2 separate regions of the Anas platyrhynchos genome follow, and region 1 is linked to region 2. A link is a contact called in public Hi-C data. All regions are on one chromosome and are shown on one strand. The core of a region is the stretch at or near the end of the contact, and the rest is flanking DNA. Distances in the headings are between cores, read along the strand shown. Region 1 has its middle 37 kb from the start of ZC3H12C. Region 2 has its middle 8.8 kb from the start of RDX.

Region 1 (6,228 bases), core at 1,530-4,029, 140 kb after region 2:
ACTGCCCTGAAAGCCAGCAGAAAACTGGTTTGGGCAGCAAGCAGAGGTGGCAGTACTGCTGCTCACCAACAATTGCTTTTCAGCAACGAAATTTCAGCTGCAAGTGGTTTGAGGTGAGGATAGAGAGCTGTGCAGAATCAGCCTTGTTCCCAGCACATCTGTGCTGCTATATCTCTGAAACTCATCTGGAGAAGGTAGAAAAAATTGTAGTGTTTTCAGACCAACACAATATTATAAGGGCAACTTAGCTTCATCTAAAACTAGCTTAGCTTAAATGTAGCGGGTTGTTGTTTAAGTTCACATGCACAATGCTTGCGTTGTTCTCATTCGCTCTGTTTGGAAATCACTCCAGCTAAATCAGCGCAACCCCTGGTGTGATATAATGAGGTCTCTCTGCAGATAAGCTACACTGATATAAAGAAGCTATACAAAAATGGTCAATGCAGCATAAAACTGTCTGTAAACAAGCTTTAAGGCACAGAAGATTAAGATGGACCACTTGGGGATTTGCACTAGTTTAATTAATTTGGTTTGTTAACTGAACTCCATTAAATTAGAGAAAGCTTTGGTTTTAGACAAAGCCTTGAGCCTGTTCTTCCACTCAGACCTGTCTGCAGCACTGGGTGAATGGCTTTGGGTGAATGCTTCATTTGCAATAATGTGATGCTGGTCACCACCAGGCTACCCCTACGTATGGCCCAATTTGCCAAATGGTTTTCTTGAAAAGCTGTTTCAGGGGATAAAGACAAGGTGGTCTCTGAGATCACTAGCTCTAGCACCACACGGGGTGTGTAAGACCTATTTTCACTTCACAGTAAGTGAAGCGGTATCTCCTTGGCTGAGCAGAAAGAGTTCTTCCTCCAAGTGCGAAAGGAGTGGGAAAAGCCAAAGAAACACATTGCTGAAGTCAGGGAACACAACTTGGTCAACACCCATTTTGGAGACCATGCTAGCTGCGTGACCATGCCTTGTGCGGACAACAGCTATGCCAACTTCTCCTTAGAAAGAGGGTGATAGTATAATATGGACCAGAACTGCCAAAAAAAGATTTTCTCTAGAAGCTAATGTAAAGGTCTGATATGGAGAGAAAACATAATTTTCAGACTAATTGTCACTGTGTTTCCGTGGCTGTGTTCTTGTGGCATGTTAAAAAACAAACACACAAACAAACAAACAAACAAACTAAAAAACAAAAACAAAAACAAAAACAAGCAAACAAATGACAGTCTGAGAGTTTTGGGCAGCAGGGTAAGTGGGACTGGTGTCATGGTACGGGCCACACAGCAGTACTTCTGTGATTACCACATGGAACCATATAAATTTAATGCAATGTGATTAAGCTTTGTGTGAATGGAACATATTTTCCCAGTTTGCCAAACATGAGCAAAAAGAAATAACCTGATGAGTAATTTCCAAGGAAATGCTGCTGTGTGCAAGGCCCTTAATTCCTGCTCTGGGAGATTTCGCTGGCAGTGATGACAGTGCTTCTTCTGAGGGTCTGGAAACACAACTGGAAAACCATTTATTTGGGGGATTTTTCATTTATTGCATCCCTCCCTCCCTGCTCTGAATATTTTTGTTCCAAAATGCTGCCTGAGGCGTGTTGTGCCTCACAGGAACTGCAATTTTGGTGTCTAGTCCTTACGTTTGCTTTTTCAGACAGTGGTCTCTGGCTAAGTGACACCTTCCCCAGGACGACACATCCCCTGGGATGCTGCGTGGTGGTGGCACGGCTGCTTGCTGCTGAGGAGGAAACACGATATACCATGGGAAACACAGCCCCTGAACAGCTGGGCTCCAGGGAGAAGGGAGCAGAGGGCTTTTATTTCATAGAACCACAGGCTGCCCAGGCGGCTTTTGGGGATCCCCAAGGAGGAGACCCCACAGCCTCTCTGGGCAGCCTGTGCCAGGGCTCCGTCACCCGCCCAGCACAGCAGTGCTGCCTGGTGCTCAGAGGGAGCCTCCTGGGTGCCCGGCTGTGCCCATGGCCTCTTGTCCTGGCACTGGGCACCACTGAGCAGAGCCTGGCTCCGGCCTCTGGGCACCCTGCCTTCAGGGATTTAGGGACACGGATGAGATCCCCCTGAGCCTCCTCTTCTCCAGGCTGAGCAGCCCCAGCTCTCCCAGCCTCTGCTCACAGCAGAGATGCTCCAGTGCCTTCATCATCCTGGTGGCCCTGTGCTGGGCTCTCTCCAGTGTGCCCAGGTCCCTCTGGTATTGGGGAGCCCAGAACCAGACCCAGCATTCCAGGTGTGGCCCCACCAGTGCTGCCTAGAGGGGAAGGATCACCTCCCTTGACCTGCTGGCAACACTTTGCTTAATGCAGCCCAGGATACCATCGGTTCTCTTTGCAACAAGGGCACATGGGTGGCACATGCCCATCTTGATGTCCACCAGGATGCCCAGGTCCTTTTCTGCGGAGCTGAACGCAGCGAGGACATGCTGCACCCTGGCATGCCCGTTGGGTGCCAAATGGGAAACATCCCACACGCTTGTGGCTCTGGGGTGCTGTGAGGAGGGGGTCAGGCCCTTCTCCTGCCCCAAACCCCACCTGCCCCTTGATTTCACGGCTTCAGGGGGCAGTGGGACAGGGTGCCAGGGGCCGGGTGTCTCCCTCGGGGGCACCCTGCGAGGGGCAGCGCCCGGCCGGGCGAGGAAACCCAGAAATTCTCCTCAAAAAATTTTCCTCAGAAATCCAGCGCCTTGCTGGGGACACCGCAGCCTCTCGCAGGGAAAGCTGCAGGGTTTCTCAGCTTTTAGGACGGCTCCTTCTAGCGGGCTGTGGGGGAATGGCTGGCAGCCCCCGAGCTGGCTCTGGGGCTGCGGGGCCTGGAGCCCAGCTGAGGCCCTCGGCAGCCTGCTGCTGGGCTGCCTCGGCCCCACAGCCTCAGGGAGAGGCGGGGATTTTAATCCAGAGTCCAAAATGGCATGGGACAATATTTGCACTTCTCCACAGTCATGCTTTTATTTTATTTTTATTTTTTATTTTTGGTCCTTGTAGTTTTCTAGTGCTACTCTTTGCTCTGCCCAAATTCAAGTCCTTTGTGCTCCGGTAGCTCCCCTAGTCCCAGGGGAGGAGAGGAGGAGGAGAGCAGAGGGGAAGGGGAAGAGGAAGGGAAAGGGGAAAAGGAAGGTGAAGAGGAAGGGGAAAGAGAAGTCAAAATTGCTGGGCAGTACCACTGTAGATGATGCTGACAGAAAGGAGAGAAAGAGCTGAAGTCCATGGGCCCGTGCAGTGCATCCTGCTGAGGTGTTCAGTGAGAAGTGGAATAGTAATTTTAGGGTCATGGGACAATACAGAGAACAGTAATTCACAGAAAAAAAAAAAAAAAAAAAAAAAAAAAAGTAAAAAAAAAAAATATGAGGATGGGGAAGAGAAAAAAAAATTTAAAAAAATAATAAAAAGGAAACCAAACTCTGAAGGCCCTGAGTCACCTAATGTTACATGCACCATCCCTGGAAGTCTTTAAAAGACGTTTAGATGTAGAGCTTAGGGATATGGTTTAGTGGGGACTGTTAGTGTTAGGTCAGAGGTTGGACTCGATGATCTTGAGGTCTCTTCCAACCTAGAAATTCTGTGATTCTGTGATTCTGTGAACTTGTCTCTGCTTTGAGTGGACATTGAACTACATGACCAGCAGAGGGCTGTTGCAGACTAAATCAGTGTGTGAATCTGATATGCTTCTACAGTTTTGCTCTATGTCTGTATTTTAAAACAAACAAAGAAAAAAAATCTCCTTTGGTGATGTGTAGTCTTTTGGGAATCGTGTTACTGGCATGAATCTCATAAAGCTGACCAGCTGCGTGTCTAAAGTACTGACACATCTGTCAGCAGCACTGGCACATCGCAAACATTACCAGTCATCTCTTCCTTGGAATTACAGGACTTTTTCTGGCAGCATTGGGAAAGAAAGGAAAGGCTACGCTGCAGTATCCGGCATTGCACAGGGACTGCATTGTTGAAACTATAATCTAGGAAGCAGAAAAATGTGCTTGCTGATCACAAAACTGAGCCCACGGGGGTGGAAATGAGACTTTTCAGATTTGAGGGAGAAGGACACGGTGGGTATTTCCCGGATCTGCAGAGTTGGTAGCAGCAGTGCTATTCCACACAAGCAAGACAAAGATCGAAAGATTTCCAGGCAGCAAGAAAGGCAGCAAGTGCATGTTCCAGGAATACTTACAGTGAGTAATAGTTGTATTTTGTAAGAAAAGCTGCAAGGTCAGATAGTGCCATCTATTAGCACAAGCAGCACACTGAGGAAAGGCTTAGTTAACTTTTGAAATCAGTCAGACTGGAGAGCATTAAGTGGGGTGACATTGCCTGACACCCCTCCCTGCTGGAAATGTGATCCTGCTGGTTGCTTTGTCCCCCTGGATGGGGCTCACTTGGGATTTCACATGTTTTTTTGAGGGTGCAGTGGCTGAAGCATGTTGCAAAGGTCAGGATGCCTGGCCCAGTGCTGCTGTCCTCCCCGTGCCTGCAGCAGGGTATGGCAGCAGTCCTTCCCCCCCACTTCACATGATTTGAAATAGATGCATGTGCTTTGGTTTACAGAGACATCAAAAAGAAGCACCATTGTGCTTTTTCTGCCTAACCCAGATATAGCTGCCTTCAGCATCACACAGCAGTGGCACTCCCTGCTCACAGAAACCGTATTTGCCCTTCATTGGTTTGAGCATTATCATTGCTTAGGGAACAATAGGAGGAACTTGGCAGAGATTCAGATTTTTGTGAGGGGGCAGCCAGTGCCTGTTCCCCAGCTCTGGGCAGGGTGCACTGCTGAACCAAGAGCTTGAAAAGAAACAAATTTACTGAATTAAAAAAAAAAAAAATCCCCCTAGAAGCAGAATAAAGCAAAGGATTTTTGCTCCCCTGTGCCTTCATATAACCACGAAGCAGAGTAATTTTGTGCAGTTGTGCTCTTCTTATTCTCCAGTCACCTGCTGAATATTTATTACTCTAGCATCTCCTGTGTCTTTCTGTCTGATCATAAACAGCTCAATACGAGTGATTTGAGCATTCATTGCTTTAAACTGAAACCAATAGTTACTGAAAGAAAGTGCTTATTGCACAAAAGTTCCCCAGATTTTCCAGATAAAAGGTGATTAAGGGACAGCTATAACTCAGGGACTCTGGATTATGATAATGACTACCTGCCTTGGGGAATGAGCCATAATTAATCACCTGCCTTGGAGTGATTTGGTTGTAGCTGGCACGTTTCAGCCAAGCTAGCTCCCCAGTGCAGGGCTCCTTTTCCTTCTGAGGGGGGAAGCATCTGCCTGGCCAAGCACAGCATCTCCCAGCTGGGGGTCCTGGGGCTCTGCCAGTCTGCAGGACATCAGAGGGTGCTCTGCAGCAGGTCTGCAAGCTGGGAACCAGGACGGCACATGTTTGCCTGCAGGGAAGGAGAGAAACCAAATGAGTGGAAATGAAGAATAGTCAATAAAAACCCAAAGCCAAAGCCTTTCATTTTTCAGAGGAATTGAGAACTACACAAAAAGGTCAATGACTTTTTTGCCCAAAGCAGTTGGGCACTTTACGCTCACTACTTTTCTTGGTCTTCACAGTTCCGTCAGCATTCATCATTAAGTCCTCCCTGGTCAGATGTGCAGGATGGGCAATGCAAGGAAGGAACCTGGCCTGTGGATGTTGTGCTTGGAGCTGAGATGGAGCTGGAGACCTGTCCTGATTGATACCTCCTGCTGGTTCCTGGAGAGGCAGCACCACAGTCCTGGAGCTGATCTGCCCATGGGCAGCATGTGCTTTCTGGCTTCTGCTGGCGCAGCTCCCACAGGGTGCTTGTCCCAGGCCACTCCTTCAGATCTGGGACCACTCATGTGGTGGTGGCATGGCACACAAATTGTCTGTATGGGGTTGAAAGCAAGTGGTGGGAGTGTCTTTGTGTGCTCCAGAGGGGATCAACCAGCAGGATGGGGTGTGTGCTGCTGCAAAAACCAAAATAGTGTGCCAAGCGGCTAATGGGATAGGGTTTAAAAATGAAAAATGGGATAGGGTTTAAATATTATGTTCATCTTTTTCACCAAGTCAGGTGTAGCACTGAGCCAGACGGGTGCAGTCTGTATCGACAAGGTCACTCTCTTTCTAAGAAGGAGTTTTGTTCATCTATCTGTCTGTTTAGTATCCATGCAACTGTGAAATAGAGCAGCTTTTGCATATTTATACCCTTGTTCAGCCTGCAGCACTGTGAGAACCAAATGACATGA
Region 2 (7,192 bases), core at 531-3,030:
GGGGTACTCACACATCTGGCACTGCACAGCTTGTAGTTTGTAAGAAGCTTAGCAGTTATGTTTTGCCTCCACCAGTGTGACTGAAAACAATGACCCTCTCTGGCACCCTAGGAGCATGTTTATTATATTCAGAATGTGAACAGAAGTATTTTTAAAGCTGATAAATTTTATATTTTTTGTATTATTTTAACCAAAGCCTTCTTTTCATCATTTCAAAATCAGGTGATCAGCAGCTGAGAATGTAAAATCTAAAATCTGATCTTTTCCTAGGTTGGAAGAGAAACCTGAATATAAGAACACAGAAAAGAAATAAAGAGAGCCCCAAACTATTATTAAAGGCTCATGAGTGTGTTTGTTTCTTTTTTAATGCCAGTCTCATGACTTTCTGAGAGCTGATTTATTGAAAGCCTCGGTTTGGCAATTCTGCGCTTGGCTAGCTTGGGCTTTACCCAAGTCCCCTTTTTTTCTTGGCAGCACTTAAAACAAGCTGAGATGGAGCCTGTGCTCCTTTGTAATCCAAGATTGCTGTGTGCAATCAGGAACCCTTCAGCACAGGAAATGAACAAAGCGCCCCAAAGCCCAGCTGGGGCTGTGGGGGGCTGCTCCTGCATGGGTTTGGTGCATCCGACACGCTCGCCGGTGCAGAAATTTGCCTTTACTTTAAATTGCGCTAGCTTAGCTGGCAGCAACCCGACCGCTGCAGACTCGGTTGCTTTGAGGGAACTCACCTGATATTTCCATTCCTTTATTAACTGCTATTTCCAGTCCTTTAGCATTTGCTCGAGCTGCTGCTCCGCAGTGAGCAGAGGCAGCATGCGGCCACCCCCCGCAGCATCCCGTGTCCCGCTGGAGCAGAACAGCAGCAGCGCCAGGTGGTTTTTGGGAGCGCTCAGCGATCCCAGCAGCGAGGCAGCAATAAAACAATGCTTCCAATGTACTGCACTGCCTCTGCCAGGCAGCTCTTGTTTCAAGGCTGGGGCATATATATTGCATAGGAGGTTTCTCCTGCGCTGCTTTTAGGGCCTTCGGCCAAAGTGCTGGCACAGCGTTGGAGTTAGTAACCCGTGGCAGTACCCAACTGCTGAGGTAGCGCTCTGCCCTATTACTTTTTAACACGCTTCTGTTTTCTGTATATGAGCACGGGTAATGGAATCGGGCAGCACTTGGGTTTTTAAATAGGCCAAATTCTTTGTTTTAAACGGGCGTAGCTGCGGAGCTGGTGGAGTCCTTGCTGCAGTACACCACGCAAAGCCAGGCTCACCACCACGATGCAGAAACCTTGTGCAAAGACGAGTAAAGGATCATCTAGCTCCAGGGTTTATACCCTATGTGATTAAGCATGATGCTTTTAGTAATCCCTTAAAAATCAAATGTCTTTTAAAATTGTGTTGTACCGTCCTGCTCTCACCGACTGGCCGGCAGCTGAGATTTCAGCCCAGGTGTTTGCTGCACTCGATAGCTTTTATGTGTGGGCTGGTGGCTTCCTGAGATGGAAGAAGCTTGAACTGTTCAGCTCTATAATGGAGAAGCAAATGCTTTTCTAGCAATTGCTAGCTGTGTAGCAGAGGGGAGATATTTCCTGAGCCAGCACTGTTGCAGTCATCGCAGGCCAGCCTGCCCGTAGAACCTGCCATTTGTTAGCTGGGACAGCCAACGAACTAGGCTGCATTTGTTCCCTTTTATATCTATCGATGCTGGGTTAATGGGTTAAAGGGTGTGTATGAAAGGCTGAAATCTCCAGCACTGCAAACATATCAACAGTTTTGTTTGAAAGATTAATCCCACTGCATAGAAAACCACAATGTTATCAGACAGCTGAAGCAAAAATGCAGTTTTTACATGTGTTATTGCAAAACACTCCAATTTTACTGATGGAAAAATACTCGGGTTCAAAGACAATGATGCAGAATTCCGTGCTTTTATTTGGGTGTGTTATATTTTAGTATAAGTACAGAGAAGTCAGCAGGTAGGAGAGCACCCCCTATACACCAGGGCTCGACCTGTGGCCCATCTCTCGTGTGCCAGCTGCAGAAAGGCTCGCAGGCAGCCCACGGCAGCCTGTCCCACGCCGATGCAGCCTGGTACCCATGACTGAGCCGTGCCTGCTGTGAGCTAACCCCGGGGGTGTGTTTGCTTCCTCTCGGATCCCCGTGCTCCACCGGGTTTACGCCTGACAGAGTGAATCTGTTCCAGAGGAAGCGTGCCGAGCAGCCGCCAGGAAGCAGCTGAGGTACACTCACTCAGCCCACACGAACCCACAACTCCCCACATCCTCATCTCTGCCTCCGGTGCATCTTCTGCTTTGCAAGAAAATATTCTGGAAGAAATCCTATGTTCTGCACTTTTTGCTAGAGCTCTTCCATCTTGTGTAAAGAAGCATAATAGTGCCAGCTTAGTTTAGGGCAAATGATATGTTGTAATCTATCTTGCTTAATTTGATGATTTATTTATCTTTCTTGTCCTACAGATCTGTCAGTGGCTTTGCACACCATATGGGAAGAATACAAGTCCAGTGGTTTAGATTTCACTGAATATGGAAAAATCTAGGTGGGTTTTTCTGCAAACCAAAACGCGTATGAACAGTCCTTCAAAAACATCAGGACTGCTAGTGAGGCTCGTAGGTCTTGTGAGACTAGCTTTGCTGTCATTTTAACTTACTGCAGGAGAAAGTAGTGAACCTTTGAGTAAGGGATTACTTCAGGTACTACACAAATATTTTTGAGACCGATTGCTGATTATATTTATGTACAATTTAGCAGTTTGGATACCTTCAACGGATAAGGAAAACTGTTGGCAATTAAAAGTCCCTTCCGGGGGGGGGGGGGGGGGGGGGGGGGGGGGGTGAAAATGTTGTGAGAAGCAAATGATATCTGGTTATACTAACACCTAGAAGAAGGTCTGAACCCTTTATATAGAATTATTCTGAAGGGTCGTGTCTTGATGAAAAATTCCAGGAGCGGTTCTCAGCTATGCAACTGCACTAGCAGCAGTGGCACGAGCTCAAGCAGAGACAACAGCAGAGCTGTTCTACCATTTCGAAGCCACTCCAAATAGAAAAGGCGAGAAGAGTTAGGTTATGCCCATGTGGCACGGTGAAAATTGAACACAGAACTCACCTCCATCTCAGTGACAGTATGACTGCTGGCTTTACTTGCAATGTCTGGATTAAAAGCCTCTCTGCAGGCTTTGGGCATATCTTCATTTTCCTTGTAAAATCACCTTAACAGCCTCTGTTGCTGAGTTTTACAGTGTGAGTACTACGTCTTGCAGGATGTGGTGTTTCAGCGTGACCATAAAATTACTAATGAAAAAGACACTTAAGTAGAAATGTTATGTTCTGCTCTGCTACCATTAGCAGGAGGAGTGTGACTAGGCTACTATTGAAAAATGAGCAAGTTACCTTAAAAGCTGGATTCTGTTCTTCCACAGAGAGCTGTATAGCGGAACTTACTGCCATCATAATTTGGTGTACGTGAGAGAATGAATATTAAAAACAGCCTTTGTAAATACAGAGAAGTTTTAATAATCTTGGATGGTACTGTGGCAGAGCCTTCCATGAAGAATGGTAGTACTTTCGAGGATCTTAACAGTTGGCGATTGCATTTTAACATACAAATTTTAATTGGTAAGCAGAGCTGCAAATAGGAATCTAACTCAACATTTTCATGGTCTGTTGCATTTGGGAACAAGGTTTTCTGAGCCCTAACTGTTGTACAGTAACACCTGAAATGAGTTTCTGCCTAAATGAATTTTCCCAAAGCCCGAATTGTGTAGAAGAACTTTCTACCCAAATTAAGGATTTTCTGAACAGTTGTGTAACTTGTATTTCTTACGTTCTCCTAAAGGGAACTAAGAACTGACCTTTCAGAAAGAGAGAGTTTGGAGCAATTATGTGCACTTCAGTAGTCGCTTTGCAACCTTGCTTTATAGAATTAAACCTTAGAGATTCTTCCCCGTTTTTCCTCAAGGCATGTAGAGTTTGATCACTGACATGCTCTCTCTGTGGGCTAAACCTAGTTTTATTTCTCAGACAATGTTGAGCTCATTGGAGCATATAACGTGCCATACTGCATTATGTTAATTTAGCCCGATTGTGTACATCTAACCGTTGTTGTTTCCCAGTGCTGCTGAGAAGATACAAAAATAAAACAAACCCAAAAATATTGTCATCAGAAGTGTGGTGATGGAGAATTGAACTTAATTACTAACTTGTGGTTCAAGCTGGCTTTCTCTTTCAATACCGCATATAAATAACAAAAATATCCAGAAATGCAATAATTCAGGACAAGAAAGTATTGCACTCCCTCTTAGATGCTTGCTGTGTGTTTTCACTTCAGTAACATCCTGGAGCAGTGATTTTCAGTCCATTTTGTTCTCTGATGAAAAGATAACACTTGGTTTCAAATACACTACTTTTCAACTTCATGATCTGCCTCCTCTTGTATTACAAGACTAAGGATATGAAAGCTCATGAACATGTTCTCTATTCTATTTTTATGTTTGCCAGCATTTCACTAGATCTTGATCCAGAATTTCTAGGGATTATTTACTAAAAAGGGACCGAAGCAATACCATTTATATTAGCGAATCCAATGGCTTAACATGACAGAGCTTTGAAACGAGGGAAGTAAAGGAAGAGAAATGGGACAGCAACTACTCTTTCCTAAAGCACAGTAGTAATTTAGAGATGTGCTCTGGTTTCTTAGGGCAGGTGGCAGCTATTTACCCCCTTAGGTAATACTTTATTTGCTGGTACTTTGTGTCAAGTCCTGTGGATTTACCACCTACCTCAGTTTAGGCTGCTGTATGTCGAAATGTCACCGTGCCATTTCAGTTAGTTGCTCCCCGTCACCTGCTGCCCTTTCATCCTACCAGCTATTCCTTTTTGTTAGTCACTCATCAGTGATCGTGTGCTTTTCCACAGGAGATCATGTATGAAGACAAACAATCTTTGTTGCCCAAGGAAGATTTTTTCTCAGAGCTTTCTGTTCCTTTTTGAGGACTTTCTGCATCCACAGGCTGAAAGTGTGGTTTTAGAACAGGGTGACTGCTAACCCTGAGCACATTTATGCCTAATGAGTTTGCCCAGGCTTTTCACATGTTACTGCAATTACATCACTTTTTCAACTTTATAACATTTTTTTCTTGGTGGCTGACTTGACAGGAATAGAACAAAGCACAAACTACAAATAGAAGGTTTCAAGCCTGCCCATTGCTGTTCAGCTCCTTTTCTATGCAAAAGATGACAGCAGAGCACTCAACCCCTCTTGGCTTTCCACTACTATACAGTGCTATTTTTTGTTTGTTTGTTTGTTTGTTTTCCCTCCTAAGCCTCAGGCTTACATGTTTGAATCTCATTTATTACATTTCTTAGGCAAAAAGTTCTAATTCAATCAGATGCCTTTTTGCCTTTTTTTTTTTTTTTTTTTCATGACCTTTCACCATCTCCAAATGTCTTCTTAATTCTGTAGTCTTTTAGGCTCCTGTTCTGTCAAGGAGGAGGAGTGGGGGCAGCTCGCCTAGGTTAAGCCACCACCACTGATCAGATCTGCATGCAATATTTCATCTCAGGTTGGATATTCGTACATCTATCAGTTGAACATTTTGTTGATTATAGGCACATATTGTACTGCTTAAATTGATAGCTGTGGTTTTTTTTTTTGCAGAATCACGGAATGATTGAGGTTGGAAGGGATCTCTGGAGGTCATCTTCTACTGTGCCCTGCTCAAGCAGGATGACCTAGAGCCTTTTTTCTGGAAACAAAATTGTTACCACATAACATGCAAGATTAAGTCATTTTTACCATCTCTACCTTGTGTAAACTTCATTTGCCATTGTGCTCCCTGTACCTCAGCATAGATGGACTTCCTCCTGTCTGTCATAGACTGACCACAGAAACAAGGTCTGCAGGGCCCAGCTGCAGCAATGAGGAAAAAAATGCTCAACTTTACTTATGTGATAGGAAATGATGTAAAGAAGTGAGAAGGGGCAGACGTTCAATTTAGCAAACCTCCACCTTCATGCAAAGTTTCAGCATTTTTTTGACTTTTTTTTTTGACTGGCTCCACGTAGAAGAAATTCCGATGATGAGCCATCAGCAGGGCAACCAGCGTAACCCTCCTCTTGGGTGTTTAAGTGGGAGCAAGCAGAAGCATGCTTTGTTTAGGAAGATCATGGAGCAACTTACTTGTTTTTATAATTTTAATTTCAGCAGCATCTGAAGTCCCAAATCTGTCCTTATGTTCCACCCTTTCATTCTCTCTTCACCTCTAAACTTCATGAATGACCTATAATAGGAAGACATTAAAGGAGTCTAAAATGCATTTCTCATTTCAATTTTATCCTCTTTCATTGCTTTGGTACCCTTGTAACATCCTAACTCACCTGGCTCTTCAACTACCAGCATTCCTTAACGATAGCCATAGCCTGTATCTTTTGGTATTTCTCCTAAAAGCAAGTAAATACAGCTAAGTTTTTCAGCCCTTCTTCACACATGGCAAAATGAAACAGCTTTTAAAGGTATGAGAAGCTTTCTCTTTCCTTCCTTATGGTTCTCTTTGCTGAACTTTAGTCGAGGATGATTTCTTCTGATAACATTAAATTGGAACATGATACCTGCTGCAAGAGCACATGCCCTCTTAAGGCCAAATCACCTTACAGACTCCAAATTGCATCTTTGTAGGTGTGCTAATGAGAGAGCCCTGAGATTAATCTGGCTTCTGCAAACGAAGAACCTTGATACACGCCTCACTTGCTGTGCTAGGGAGGTGAAAAAAGGAGTAATCTGCAGGGACATGCACTTCAGCAATAGAGTGGTAGCTGGCTTTAATGACTCATGCTTTTGTTAGTATTAGCTCAGCCTTTTTGTTCTTAAATTCCTTCAGAAGCCCAGAAGTCTGCTGGCTTGCTACTCTGTACAAGCAGATTAACTCTGAAATAAGCCACTGATTTCAAGGGAGGCAGAGTGGTAAAATAAAGAAGGAATTGTATTTGCTGGCTACTTTACATCAAATTCATGGTGTGGATTTTTTTTTTTTTTTTTTGCCATTGCTTTTTTTTTTTTTTTCCCAGCGGAAGTTCATGATTAAGGGCTACGTACAATTTAGATGAAAATAACGTCAGCAAAAATTGCCATCTGTTTTCTTCTAACTAGAACGTTTTCTTAGTAAGAGTGGGCTGGGGAGACTTTTG

What was found. Hi-C and Micro-C count contacts between places; a contact is called where the count stands out from the background.
Region 1: a contact with region 2 is called in a Hi-C map of F1 follicle, with 4 times the contacts expected there. The contact joins two enhancer-like sites. A contact is called at or near these places in 4 of 8 Hi-C or Micro-C datasets (F1 follicle, liver, skeletal muscle and 1 more).

What each region holds. Positions count from the first base shown.
Region 1 is chr1:189,515,707-189,521,934 of IASCAAS_PekinDuck_T2T, forward strand. No RefSeq gene overlaps it. Among named protein-coding and RNA genes, the nearest start is that of ZC3H12C, 37 kb to the left of the region's middle. Within about 2 kb of position 2,780, at least 1 of the 8 cell types and tissues checked has an H3K27ac peak or open chromatin away from gene starts, as enhancers often do. A contact at or near this core is called in F1 follicle, where this site is marked.
Region 2 is chr1:189,372,786-189,379,977 of IASCAAS_PekinDuck_T2T, forward strand. No RefSeq gene overlaps it. Among named protein-coding and RNA genes, the nearest start is that of RDX, 8.8 kb to the right of the region's middle. Within about 2 kb of position 1,781, at least 3 of the 8 cell types and tissues checked have an H3K27ac peak or open chromatin away from gene starts, as enhancers often do. A contact at or near this core is called in F1 follicle, where this site is marked.